Regions from separate parts of the Sus scrofa genome. Here region 2 is linked to region 1. A link is a contact called in public Hi-C data. All regions are on one chromosome and are shown on one strand. Each heading gives the region's core, a stretch centred on a gene start, on an enhancer-like site or on the middle of the called end of the contact. The rest is flanking DNA. Distances are from core to core; before and after follow the strand shown. Region 1 holds the start of SP8 (transcription factor Sp8). Region 2 has its middle 62 kb from the start of CDCA7L.

Evidence for each region. Hi-C and Micro-C count contacts between places; a contact is called where the count stands out from the background.
Region 2: a Hi-C map of fetal skeletal muscle shows a contact between it and region 1, with 3 times the contacts expected there. The contact joins the enhancer-like site here to the promoter of SP8 in region 1. A contact is called at or near these places in 13 of 47 Hi-C or Micro-C datasets (brain, embryonic fibroblasts, epiblast stem cells and 9 more).

Annotation. Positions count from the first base shown.
Region 1 is chr9:89,763,413-89,769,864 of Sscrofa11.1, forward strand. SP8 (transcription factor Sp8) reads right to left here and starts at 4,016. Exons shown (of 3, transcript XM_003357469.3): 1 at 3,821-4,016; 2 at 2,103-2,847; 3 at 1,259-2,100. The coding sequence starts at 3,841. The coding sequence ends at 1,352.
Region 2 is chr9:90,866,204-90,872,655 of Sscrofa11.1, forward strand. No RefSeq gene overlaps it. Among named protein-coding and RNA genes, the nearest start is that of CDCA7L, 62 kb to the left of the region's middle. Within about 2 kb of position 3,113, at least 8 of the 83 cell types and tissues checked have an H3K27ac peak or open chromatin away from gene starts, as enhancers often do. A contact at or near this core is called in fetal skeletal muscle and skeletal muscle, where this site is marked.

The sequences.
Region 1 (6,452 bases), core at 2,766-5,265:
TAGTTAATTGATAACTAATCTAGAACGATTCTCCAGTTGTACAAACCATTAGGTTCAGATATATCTTACAAAGTCCCCCCCCCCATTTTCCCTTTTGGCATTTAAACTACAGCCTCTTCTGAAATAAACGATAACTTCTTCACTTTTTTTTAAGTTTAATCACAAAAAAGTTAACCCTAAGAATCTTTAACGAATTGTAAGAATTTACAGAAATGAGTACTATACAAATCGATGGCTGGACTACCGAAAGAAAGAAAGGAAAGAAAAGAAAGAAGGAAAGAAATGAAGGAAGGAAGAGAAAGAAAGAACAAGAAAGATTATGCTCCGGAGTGGCGAAAAACGAGGTAGAGGACGACAAACAAGGAAATAGTTAATCTGGTCTCACCGGAAAGGGGTATTTTGCATAAGAAAAAGACACCTACCCTCACCCCACCCCCACCCCAGAAGTTAAGTTAATGCGATCAAAATAACTTTGGGATCAATATTAGCACAGTTTCGAGAGAAAGACTTGCTCACTGCTAGAGGGAGAACTATCTAGAAAGGAAACTAAGTGGAAGGATGCTGCTTTTATCTTTAGTTTAGTTTAAAAAAAAAGAAAAGTTATAAAGCTCTAAGAGGGCTGCTGCATCAATTCGCCAAGACTGCCCTTAACTGAAACTTGTATGGGTTCCACCTCAGGGAACAAAGAAAAAGGCAGAGCTGACAGCTGAAGAGCTAAACTAGGCAAACTCCGTGTTCTCTGTGCCCCCAGATGGGCACCGACGGCTCCGCGCAGGGCGGGCAGCAGCGTGCAGCGGCTAGAAAGGGCGCTCAGCAGCCGAGAAGCCTGAGGCCGCGGTTCTGGAGGCAAGTCGTCGGCTGCCCTGGCAGGGAGGCTCTGGCCGGGCCTCCTGCCTCGCCTTCCGAACGGCGCCGCTCAATCTGACTCAGCGGAGTTGTTCCCGCCAGTGCGGAGGCCACTGGTCTCCCAGGCACTGGATCGGTTCAGCTCTACCTTGAGCGGCCGCCTCCCTCTCAAGTACCCGTCACAGCTGGGGTCGTCGGAGGGTGGAGAGGACCAGGATTACAGGCCCGGCGAGGCGCCGGCTTGGGCTGTTATGGGCTCCGCCAGGGTTACCCAGAGGAGTGGGACAGCCAGGGCCCGAGAGAGCAACGCGTGTTACTTACATGTCCATATCCCCTTTACAAAGTTAAGTCACAGAAGGAGTTAAAAGAGAACAGGACAGAGACAGAGACAGACCGAGTGAGCAGGGTGCAGTGGAGAGAGGCTGGAGCTGGGCCCAGGACCGACAGGGCCCAGCGGACAGGGGTGGGCGGGGGGTCGGGGAGAGGGGCCAGGGCGGGGTGCGCGTCACTCCAGGCCATTGCGGTGCCCGGGCTCGGGGGGCTGCAGCAGCTCCGGGGAGTGGCAGGGCGGGCTGCCTGCGGTGCTGTGCTCGCTGTCGGTGTCGCTGCCCTTCTTGCCGCCGCTGCCCGATCCCGCGGAGCCGCCGCCGCCGCCGCTGTGCGTCTTCACGTGCTTGCTGAGGTGGTCGCTGCGCATGAAGCGCTTGTTGCAGACGGGACAGGCGAAGCGCTTCTCGCCGGTGTGGGTCCGCAGGTGCCGCTGCAGCTCGTCGGAGCGCGTGAAGCGCTTGCCGCAGAAGAGCCAGTTGCACACGAAGGGCCGCTCGCCCGTGTGCCAGCGCAGGTGCGCCTTGAGGTGCGACGTCTTGCCGTACACCTTGCCGCAGCCTGGGATGTGGCAGCTGTGCAGGCCCTTACGCCGCAGGCTGGCCCCGGCCGGGCCCAGCCGCTCGGCCTCCTGGCAGTTAGGGCAGTCGCAGGTGGCGCGGCCGGAGTAGCGGCGGGCGGAAGAGCGCGGAGAGCCCCCCAGCGGCGCCGACGGCCCCGCGCTCAGCATGGAGCCCCCAGCGCCGGCCAGCGGCGACGGGGCCGAGTCCGGGTAGGAGCCGGGCAGCACCGGTTTGAAGCCGTCCATGAGGTGCTGTCCCGCGGGGCTGAGCAGATGAGAAGAGGCGCCGCTGCTGAAGGCGGAGTGGCTCAGGCCTGAGTAATCCGAGTTGTAGCCTCCGAGCGGCGAGTGCAGCGAGGTTTGGAGCCCCCGGCGGCAGGGTGCAGCGAGCCGGGCAGCGCCGCCGCGCCATTTGGGTTCTGCACGTCGATCCAGCCCGCGCCCACGTCCCACCAGCTGGAGGCGCCGGCCGAACCCACGTCGCCTGCGGCTCCCAGGCCGGGGTGCGAGGGTTTGAACCACGACTCGTACGGATGCGCCATGCCCACGCGCGGGTAGATGCCCTGCAGGCCGTCCACCGAGGTGTGCACCTTCGAGATGAACACGGGCTGGTGGGAGCCGTCCTGCGAGTGCGCCGAGGAGCCGCCGCCGCCGCCGCCCCCGCCGCCGCTGCCGCCGGATACGCCAGGGGCCTGGAACACCGAGTAGTCGTTTGCGAAGGGCGAGCTCGAGGCAGCGGCGGCGGCGGCCGCAGCGGCGGCGGCAGCGCTGCTGGAGGTTAGGGAGAAGGCGCTAGAGCCGGGCGAGCCGCCGCAGCTGAAGGAGTCGGACACCAGGGCCGCGGCCGCCGCCGCTGCCGCCGCCGCCGCCGCCGCGGCCGAAGACGAGCCGCCGTTCCTGGAGGCTCCTGACACACCGAAGCTTGAAAGACTGGAGCCCACCACGTTGCAGCTGCCAGAGGAAGAGGACGAGGAACGTTTCCAGGGGTGGAAGCCTTTGCCGAAGGAAGATGAGCTGTCCGAGAGGGAGGAGGGAGACGGGCTGGGGCTGCCGATCTTATTACAGGTAGCAGCAAGCATGGCCAGAGGAGTCGATCCCAACCTCGGTTCTTCCTGAGAGAAGAGAAGGGATGGGGGAGGGGAGGTGGGCAAAGGGCCGGTAGGGGAGGGAGGGAGGAAATGTGCATCAGGCCTCTGGTAACCTCCAAGACGCCCCACTGCACCCCATTTCTCGCTGCGGCGCGCCGCCACCAACTCACCTGGCTCCCCCAACAGCCCCGGCGCCCGGCTGCTTCCTACTCTACGGAAGGGGACAAGTTTGGTTGCTGGCGTCTGATTCGGGAGCAAAGCGCCATGCTAAGGAAGAGTTTGACAAGTATTCTCACCTAAAACAACACTCTCGAGGACACAAGACCCCAGGCACTTCGAAACAAGCAAGCAAGCAAAAAGTCCAGATTGGGGAGGAAACAAGATTCCTTTGCGGAGAATCCTGGGGAAATACCACTAGATTGCTTTTACGAGCGCTACCCCTGTAATCCACAGAGAGCTTTGAAAATCCTGTTCCGGTCCCCAGAAACCCATCCTGGGTTGTCTCTCCCAGGCCAAAAGACAGAAGACTACAGGGCTCGCTCTTCCTGATTTTCTTAACCAAAAAAAAAAAAAAAAGAGTCTAGAATAGTTAAGAGAGAGACGGGTTCAACGTACCTGCAAGACAAGGCGGGCTGCGGAATTTTTTAAGGGGGAGAGGGAAATCTGCAGTTTGCCCAGGAGGAAAAACTTGCTTTCTTTACCCCCGAAATCGTCGCACGTAAAATGGGCTGGGCGCAAGTCTCCCGGGCGGGGAGCGGCCGGGCGCTGCGAGGTGGCTTGTCTAAATGCCCTTCGAACCTTTCCCTGCGCCGAAAAAAGTGACTCTACCCCCCTCTCCCCCTCTTCCTTTTCTCCAAACTCACTTGTATTTAAAGGTGGGGGGGAAGCTCTCAATAGAGACTGATAGCCCGTGGCCTGGCCGGGGCGACTTTAACCCCCTCCGATAGGCAATAAAAGGAAACTAATTAAACCAGCAAGAGAAAATCCTGAGACTCACCCCTAGAAGTGAAGTTGCCATCACACAAAAGTGCCCTCCTCCTCTCAGAGGATCTTTTTTATATTGATAAATCAGAGGCAGTGTTTTTTTTAGAGGTGTGCAATACAATGATCAGTTCCGCCCATTCCACCACAATTGTAGCTCCCTCTCCGGCTTTGAAGTGCCGCGGAGGCGCGGCCAGCCAATCTGCGGCCTCGCCGGGCCGCGCCGCGCGCGCGCCGTGAGGTCATCGGCGCCGCCGCCGGCCGCCGCAGGGGGCGGGGGGAGCTGTAGAGGGTGGGGCGCGGGCGACCGCGTTTGTGTTACAAAGCGGGTGTGTGTGTGTGTGTGTAACAGTGTAAATGTGTAAGTGTGTAACCAAGCTGAGAAGACTATGCAGACTGAGTGGTGGGGGAGGACCTTGGGGAGGAGAGTTTGGCAGTGTAACTGTGACTGTGGGGTGTGGGAGGGGAGGGACAGTGCGGAGACGGAGAGGGGTTTGTGAGTGACAATTTAACTGCCTGTGTGACAAAAGGGGGTAGAGGGACAGATCAGTAAAGTGTTGAGGGGAAGGGTGTGAGCGTAGTGTAGCTGAGTGACAAACCTAGGAAAAGGGACGGTGTGTAAAGGGGGGTGGTGGTGTCTTGAGTGTGTTTGGTGTTGGGGGAAAGGAAGGAGTGTGAGTGTGAATTTGTATGTGTGAAAGAGGAGGGAGGGTGGATGAGTGTGTGTGCGCGTGACGTGGGAGAGAAGAAGGCTGTGTGTGTTTGTGTGAGAGAGAAGAGGGGGCCGTGTGTGCTTGTATGGGTGTGTGTGCAGCCAGCCCGGGGTGGAGAAGAGGCACTGTGTGGTAAAGTGTGCGTACATAAAAGACATGGCGATGTGAAGAGTGAAACTGCGAAGTTGAGTGAGGCTGAGTAAATATTCACAAACGCTATCACTGTCGCCAACTTCCTTGGATTTCTTGTAGCTCAAATCTTGAGTGGTTTTTTTTAAAAATTCATTTCTTAAACACTGTCACTACATTTTGAAAGAAAATCCTATTAATACCTTCGTCTCCTTTCCTGGCTCTAGGATCGAAGGGTAGAAATTTGGCAAGGAGTAGTTTTAGCGCGGCGTTAGGGCGTGTGTGCGCCTGCGTCAACTAGTTGTTACTTTAACGCGGTTGCTTTTTTATTCCCTCGGAGGTGGGATTGGGTTTTGGAAGTCTCTCTCTGGGGGAGGGGTGTGTTTGTCCCGTGGCGATTTAGTAAATTTCAATACAAAAGACAGATAGAGAAGGGGGTGAGTATTGCTTTTTCTTGGGTTGAGAAATTGAGGAGAGTTTTACGGAATTTAGAAGTTTTCACAGGAAATCCCACTGCCTTTTTCTGAGAAAGAAAAAATCAGGATTTTGAATGAAATCTGAGTTTTATTTATCTGAGAATAGGGACAAGCTTTTGACATATTTTGGACCACATGTGTAGAGGTGTCCTGTGTCTAAGGGAGTTTGGGTCAGATATCCATTAGTGCCTATGCATGTCAGTAGACACTCAGTTCAATCTCAGTGGGTTTTAGAACTTGCTTGCCATTTGTGTTATTAGTTGCCTCAAAAATGCGATTATAATTTGACTGCCACCTCAAGGGAACATCTTGAACTACAGAAAGCACCACAGCAGTGTAACAGAAAGTCTATAGCCCTTGGAGCCCTATTGAATATTCATATATTTTAAAAAGTAATTCATATTTTAAACAATTATGAATGCTCCCAGAAATCTAATTTTTAAGTCAGAATTGACTTAAATCTGAGAGATTTTAGATTAGAGATTTAGATTTTTCTCTCAGTTACTAGCTGAGAGAAATATTTTGTTTTGACCTGGGAAATAGTATTATTTTATTGTTGTTTTGTGAGTCTTCCTCAAGTACATCACAACTTCTGGAGATGTGGAGGGCAGGGGCAGGGCGGGGGGCGGGGGGGGGGTGGGTGGGAGTGGGGGGTGGGGTGGGGAACCCTCCTGGGATTTACTGAACTCCAAAATCAGGTTGAATCATTTCTGTAAGTTTCAATGAACAGAGTTAAGTCTGATGTTTGTGGTCTGAGTGTGTTTCTGACCCCTTTTTAACACTGTTGGGATATTGACTGTACATCATATCTATTGATTAAGGGGGTAAGGTACAATCTCATACTTTGAAGTAAGTGTGAAGTAAATTAATGAACTGCTTGCTTTCTCTGAAGGCTGACGCTTACCATAAATGTCGTGTTTCTCCCTGCAAGCCACTCTGAATGATTTTAGCGTGTTGAGAAGGCGTGACAGGCCAGCCCAGAAGGAGGAAGGGGTGGGGGAAGGAGGGAACTCTGTTTAACAAATAAAAGAGAATTAACTTCATTGCTTTGGTCTCCTTCTATAATGATATGCATTTTAAGGAACTAATATACAGTTGTTCAAATTTGGGGTTTGATTCTAATCAATACCATCACCCTCAAAGGTGGAGAAAAAAAGCTTTTGAGGGACAACTCCCTCCTATGAATAGTTATTTACTTTATCTTCTTATCCTCCTATCTCTGGTAGGAAGTGAGGCAGGACTATTGAAAAGTTAAACGCTGATTCTGAGAGTAAATAGAAGCACTAACCACTGTTTCCTTTAAAAATGCTAGGAATTAGAAAAATTCGGC
Region 2 (6,452 bases), core at 1,863-4,362, 1.1 Mb after region 1:
CAATTTCTCCTAGGAATCAATAGATGAACTAAGACCTTCCTTATCCCATCAGGTTTAAAATAGCACCAGCTAGGGAGTTCCCTGGTGGTCTAGTGGTTAGGACTCAGCACCTTCACGCGGGAGCGGGGTTCAATCTATGATCTGGAGACTGAGATCCCACATCAAGCTGCTACATACAATGGCCAAAACAAAAAACAAACAAACAAAAAAACACTAAGCTAGCACACGGTCATCACCCAATCAGCATCAGGCATGCTCTTAAGACCCATTATTTCACTTAATCCTCATGACAGTTCTCTAGAGTGGTACTATTATTCCCGTTTTGCAGTTGAGAAAACTGATGCTTTGAGAAATCAAGCAAGTCATCTAATGTCACCCAACTAGTAAGTGGTGTGCCTGGGATTTAAATCTGGCCTCTCTGACCAACATGCCCAGGCCATTAACCACTCCATCGCACTGCCTCCATCTTACACTGTTATACTGAGTTCACTTGTAAGAAACTTAAACTGTAACTTTGACTTCACCATATCTGCAGTTTGCTGTTTCACTGGTTTCAATGAGCATTATTCCACAAATAAACAATTTTTATTTAAAAATTTCTTACTCGTAACTACTACGTTAATAGGATGAACCCAGCTCATTGCCTTTTCTTAAGCTTACAAAGATGCACAGTTTCACATGCAACACAGGAGGTTGGTAAACTTGGCAAAGGATCCTTCAGTTTTCAATTGGTGAATCCAGATCCCATTTTCTATTCTAAACCCTGTTTGACAGATTTGCAGATTTTTGGCTGGAAGGCTGTACAAGGTAACATGAGGTCATGGGGAAACAGATTGGTCTAACCTTGGTCTGATTCCTTGAGAAATCTTCATGAGGAGGTGAGTTACTTAGGGCCCTTATGATGTCCTCTTTTATCAGCATGAATCAAGACCAAACAGAGGAAAACCAACCAAAAGAGGATGCTGGAATACTTAGCAAGATGTAATTGGCCGGAAGGTAGAATATGATTAGTGCAACATTTAATAACCAGTCAAGAGCTTTGGCCAAATTCTCTTACGGGGCATAGAAGTGGGCATGGTCTGGCCCCTGACTCCCTTCGTTCCATTGTTGCTTATGGACTTCCTCCTAGTCCCTTCCCCGACTTCCCCACCTCCACATCTCAAAACACCACCACCTTTTGAGGTCCAGCCCCAAGTTTCTTGCAGCTCCCCCTACACAAGCCAGGCTCCCTATGATCTCCCAGCTCTTGCACATGTATTTGCCTCTTGCATATCCTTCCCCACATGTCCTTGACCCTCTGGCTTCTTACCTTTCCTCAAGGTTAATTCCCATTCAGATACTCTCCAGAGATTCCTTTGGGTCTGCATGAAAAGATTAGGAGCTTTCTCTTTGGTCTTCCCATTGAGCCTTCTGAAAACCTTTATTCCTTTTCTGACACCATTGCTCTAATTCCTGGTTGCAAGGCTATAAACCTGTATGGTTTTCCTGACAAACCATTCCGACTGGAAGACAAGAATCGTATTTTATTCATCTTGTACTCAACTTCATTTTGAAGAGTACCTGCTATAGTTTGGGTGCTTAAAACAATTGACTGGATGGATGGATGATGATATCAACTCAAAGGAAACTCCTCAATCATGACACCACTGATTACTTTCAGAATTAAGAATAAAGAAATTTCTGACTTTAAAAGGAAAGCATTTAATTGGAAGTCTATAGTTACAGATTTTAGTCCAGTGATTTACCCCCTAGCTTAGATCAGTTGTTGTATCTCATTGATGTAGCCTAAAAATGGAACAAAAAAAAAAAATAAGGAGCATTTAAATACCATTTACAGACTTGCTAGAAGTCACCAGTCCACCTTACACAGGCAAAAACTAACAAAACTTAACAAGAAAATAAACGCCAGATACTCTCAAGATAAAAAAACGGCCACAAGCTCTGGATATGGTAAAAGAAAAATTGGATCATATCTGTGCTCCTTTCTGCTTCTGAATTCTCGTCTTCCTGATGAACAAGAGGGCAAGGCAAGGGGTTTTGAGGTTCAACCTGTGCCTTGCTGGCAAAACTCCGGAAGTGAGAAAAAAAAAAGGCACTCTCTCCCTGCTTCAGATCCTTAGCAAGGCTTCACTGAAGGCTGCGGAGGAGTGAGGGTGTCTATACCTGCTATTTCCTTCCTATCTCAACACTGTGTAACAGTACTCAGGCTGCGGAAAAAAACAGATCAGGAAGCTGTCTATTGGGCAGGCTCTGTGATAACTGCCCTCACTTCTAGTAATTTCTATTAGCATACAGAAAGCTTTGTGACTTTAAATTCTACCAGTCTCTGCTGGTGGCACCTTTACTGCTTGCCTCTGGGGAAGTGATTATTGCGAATGTACATGGTTTGATCCACAATATACAGTATCGTGTGAAGCTTGCTTTTATTGCCTTCAGCCTTTTCTTTCTTGCAATTTATTTTAATACATTTGAAATTATTATCCCAAACATTAGCCAGCTGGCCCGCTGGGGTTTCCTTTGCTGGATTCACAGTCTCTCTTTTTCTAATCCTCTCTTCATGGATAATCCACTCTAATGCTTCTTGGCTCTTGAGGGGGTTTTGCTATTACTACCTGTTGATTAGAAATTCACTTTGTCCTGTGTAGGTGGTTCTAATGGTTAGGTAATGAACACCTTATTAGAGTCAGCTGAGGTCAGAGTTATAGTCATGAGGTTTTCTTTCTTTTCCCCAGATTTCTGGATGCTTACTTATCTTTTTTTTCTTTCTTTTTTTTTTTTTTTTTTTTTTTTTTCCTCCTGAGCTGCAATTCAGTGAGCTGGTCTTTGAAAAGAGTCTCCAAGACCTCGCCTCTCAGAAAAAGAAAAAAGAGCAGGAAGAAAGGAGAAGAAAACTGTATGGTAAGACCTGAGAAAGAGAAAGGCTTTTATTTCAGCTGCACAGATGCCAGGTATATGTCACTTTTGTCTTTGCCAACCACTGGGCCTTCAGGGTCCTGGCTGCGGGCTTCCCTGCTGACAGAGGTGGAGGGTTTAGGAGGGGAGCCAGGAGGAGAGCAGGCAGCAGGCAGTGTTTTCAATCATCAGAGGCCACCCAGATGCCAAGGGTATGAAGTCAGAAGCCAGCTGGGTGTGTGGCCACGTGGTAGGAGCACCAAAGCCAAGTGTTCCAGTGGGTCCCCCAGCCCCGCTGAATCCTCTCCAAAGTTGAGCTTCTCCAGCTCCCTCTGCAGAGAACCCCAAATGAATCGTGCTTCCTAACAGCCACTTCAGGAAGAGGTGCCGGGTGTCTCATCAGATGGAGCATTTCTGTATTGAAAAATCTGTGGTCTGCATTTGTCCTAAGGGACCTGCAGTTTACAGTGGGGTAACTACTGGCTACATTTCACCTGCCCCTCCATAGAGGTTTTTAAAATTACTACTATAGGTTTCAGAACAACACTCTCTGCCCCATTCTTTTTTTTCTTTTTTCCCCCTGTCCTTTTGTCTTTTAGGGCCGCACCCACAGCATATGGAGGTTCCTAGGCTAGGGGTCTAATCAGAGCTGTTGCTGCCCGCCTACACCACAGCCACAGCAACGCCAGATCCTTAAGCCAGTGAGCAAGGCCAGGCATGGAACCCACGTCCTCATGGATGCTAGTCGGGTTCGTTAACCACTGAGCCACGACAAGAACTCCTCTCTGCCCTATTCTTGATAGCCCCACCAAAGGTGTCCTTTTAGTCTGTCTATAGCTACATTTTGGAGGTGTTGAAGCTTGTGTGAATACCTCGCCAGGGGATTCTGTTATTTATATCCAGCTAGTCTCTGAATCACACATATTGCCTGGTGCTTTGTGGGTAATTAATAAAAAGGGAGGAAGAGAAGGACAAAGAAAGGAGAGGTTTGAGAGGCAGGAGAGTAAGGGGGATTATTTGATGATGGTGGTTGCCATTCTTTTTCCCTTTTAAATTATCCCTGTGCCTATTAGCCCTTAGCACTTTGGTACACATTTTCACCATTTTATTGTGTTTTATTCCACTGTTGGATAGCTTACTGTATATGTTTCCAGTGGAAAGGCCCCCAATGAGATGAATGGAAGTAAATGGCCTGGAGAAGTTTTAATGGCTGTCCTCCAAGAGAGAAACTCAGTATGGTACCCAATTCGTTAAGATACAGTTTCTCTTCCTATAACAATGACCCAACTAAATGATAGCTTAAACAGAACAGAAGGTAATTATTTCTCATGCAATCACTGAAGTAAGAAGTTCAGGGATGAATTGTTGATTCCCTGGTATAAGGAACAGAGGGGTCCTGGATTCACTATCCTGGTGGTTGGTCATTTTTATCTCATTTCAAGTGGACCGTCTACCTGTCTACATTTAAGAATAAGGGAAGAAGAAAAGGGACGGGACAGAGCACCTGGGCACATGCTTTCTTTTTTAGGATATGACCTAGAACTTGTATACATCACTTCTGGAACCGAGCAGAACCCTAGATCCACCCTTCCCCCTAAGTACAAAGGCCCCTCCATGTCTTCAGCCTCTTGTTTATAGCAAAGATGAAGTCTCCCAGGCCTGAGTCACAAAAGCACAGGCTCAAGCAGTGTCTGAGGCAGACTCCTGAGGTGTTTTATTGATACTGTAACTGCTGCCAGAAGGATAAAGCTAACCGCAGGATGACCAGACTGCAGGCATGACATGAACTGTTCTATCTTGAGCAATACCGAGTCTATGATGAGCACAGTTCTAAGAACTCACCATAAGAGAATGGGATTAACGCTATTGCTCATAATAGTGTCTTTGTGGACATCAAAGTAATTGTAATTTGTTCTGCCTGTATATGTAAGTGGGCAAGTACAACTATGAGCAAAAAGACACTACTGATCAAGGTTGAGAGCTTCCACTCTAAGGATGTGGTGCCCTATGTCGGCATGAAGAAGTTACAGAAGGAGGATCTTCCTCTATGATCCCATAGAAATGGCATGATATTCTGACAAGCAGAGATTTGATTTTTAAGCAGCTTTTGGCAGGAAAAAGCTTTTTGCAGGAAAGAGCTCTCTGCAGGAGGCACCCCTTTGTCTTGTCACTAATCTTAAGCCGGGCACCTTCATGCTCTACTCATCTCTGGCCCTAGCACAGCTTTCAGATCTCCCCATCACACAATACCTTGTCTGACTTAGTTCTTTCCACACATCAAAGAAGTAGAAATGAAGAACAGGTAATTAATAGATGACCAGATCTCCTCCCTAGCTTCGCCCTTAAGTTATCTCATGGACAAATCATGTGAACTAGACAGCATCTAAAAATCACAAGACATTGACAAGCCTGCACACAAGACTGCTGTGGCTGACTCCAGGCTCTTCTTTTGGTCTTAAAACTGGGCAAGTGCAGGGCTTGTTAGCCTTTGGTTGTGCAGCCCAACAAACAACATGTCACGTGCTTTTATAAACCTTAATGTGATCTTGCTGCATTCCCTCCATATTGCATTGACACTTCCAATCTGAGGTTCCTTTCCCACAGTAACTGTGTGTGTGTGTGTTTGCACACATGCATGCCTACTCTATTTCTGGCTTGAGCAAGTGATGTGGGGATGCATGACTGGCTTAGCGAAATTGGGTACTTAGCGATACTAAGACCAGCTGCCCGCTAAACAGAATGCCAAAGAAAAATGTTGGCATCTCGTTGTCTTGGAGAGGTGATGTGTCTGATGATTCCGTGACAAGCTGGTTTGAGTCTGGGTGAAGTCACAGTCCATAAGCCCTCTGAACCTAGCAGACCAGGCAGAGCTATTAAATGTGAAGAGTTAGAATCTGCAGCCCAGCCATTTCTGTGCCAAGGAAGTGGGAAGGGACATTATAATGAGGAGGCAAGATGGGATACTTTTAAGTCATGAGCACTGGAAGTGTTTATGAGGAAGAGGGAATGACTAAGGGCTAAGAGCAGATTTGGAAGGGGTGGCCTGGGGGTCAGACAAAGGGGAAGTTGGGGAAAGCACACACTCAGAAGGATGCTAAAGCGTGACCCCAGCCAGGAAGAGGGGAGTGGGAGATGGGCCAGAACCAGTCTTGGATAATGAGGGGATGGGACCATTTAGAGAAATTTATTAGGAAATAATGAAAAGGCAGATGGGAGGAGCCGTCAGGTCAGGTGAACATGTCTCTCTCCGTTATTCTCCATGGGCACCTGGTTTTGTGGGGTGGGGGCTTTCAGCGACATCACACTTCACTGTGTAATGAGGAGTGAGCCACACTAGCCATAGAGAGGGCCGTTGGGGTTGAAGGTGCCCCATGCTAAATATGAGAATCTGGGATAAATGAGAATAGCTGGCCTGAATCCAAGAGCACGAGAAAGGCGATGCTTGCTATACCCAGATGGGCAATAAAGGAATGATGGAGAAACTCGGGAAGAGGGCTTCTAGGCCATCCATGGAAAGTGGCCTCTTCTGGGCTGTAATGTTCAGTAAAGGAAGATGCACA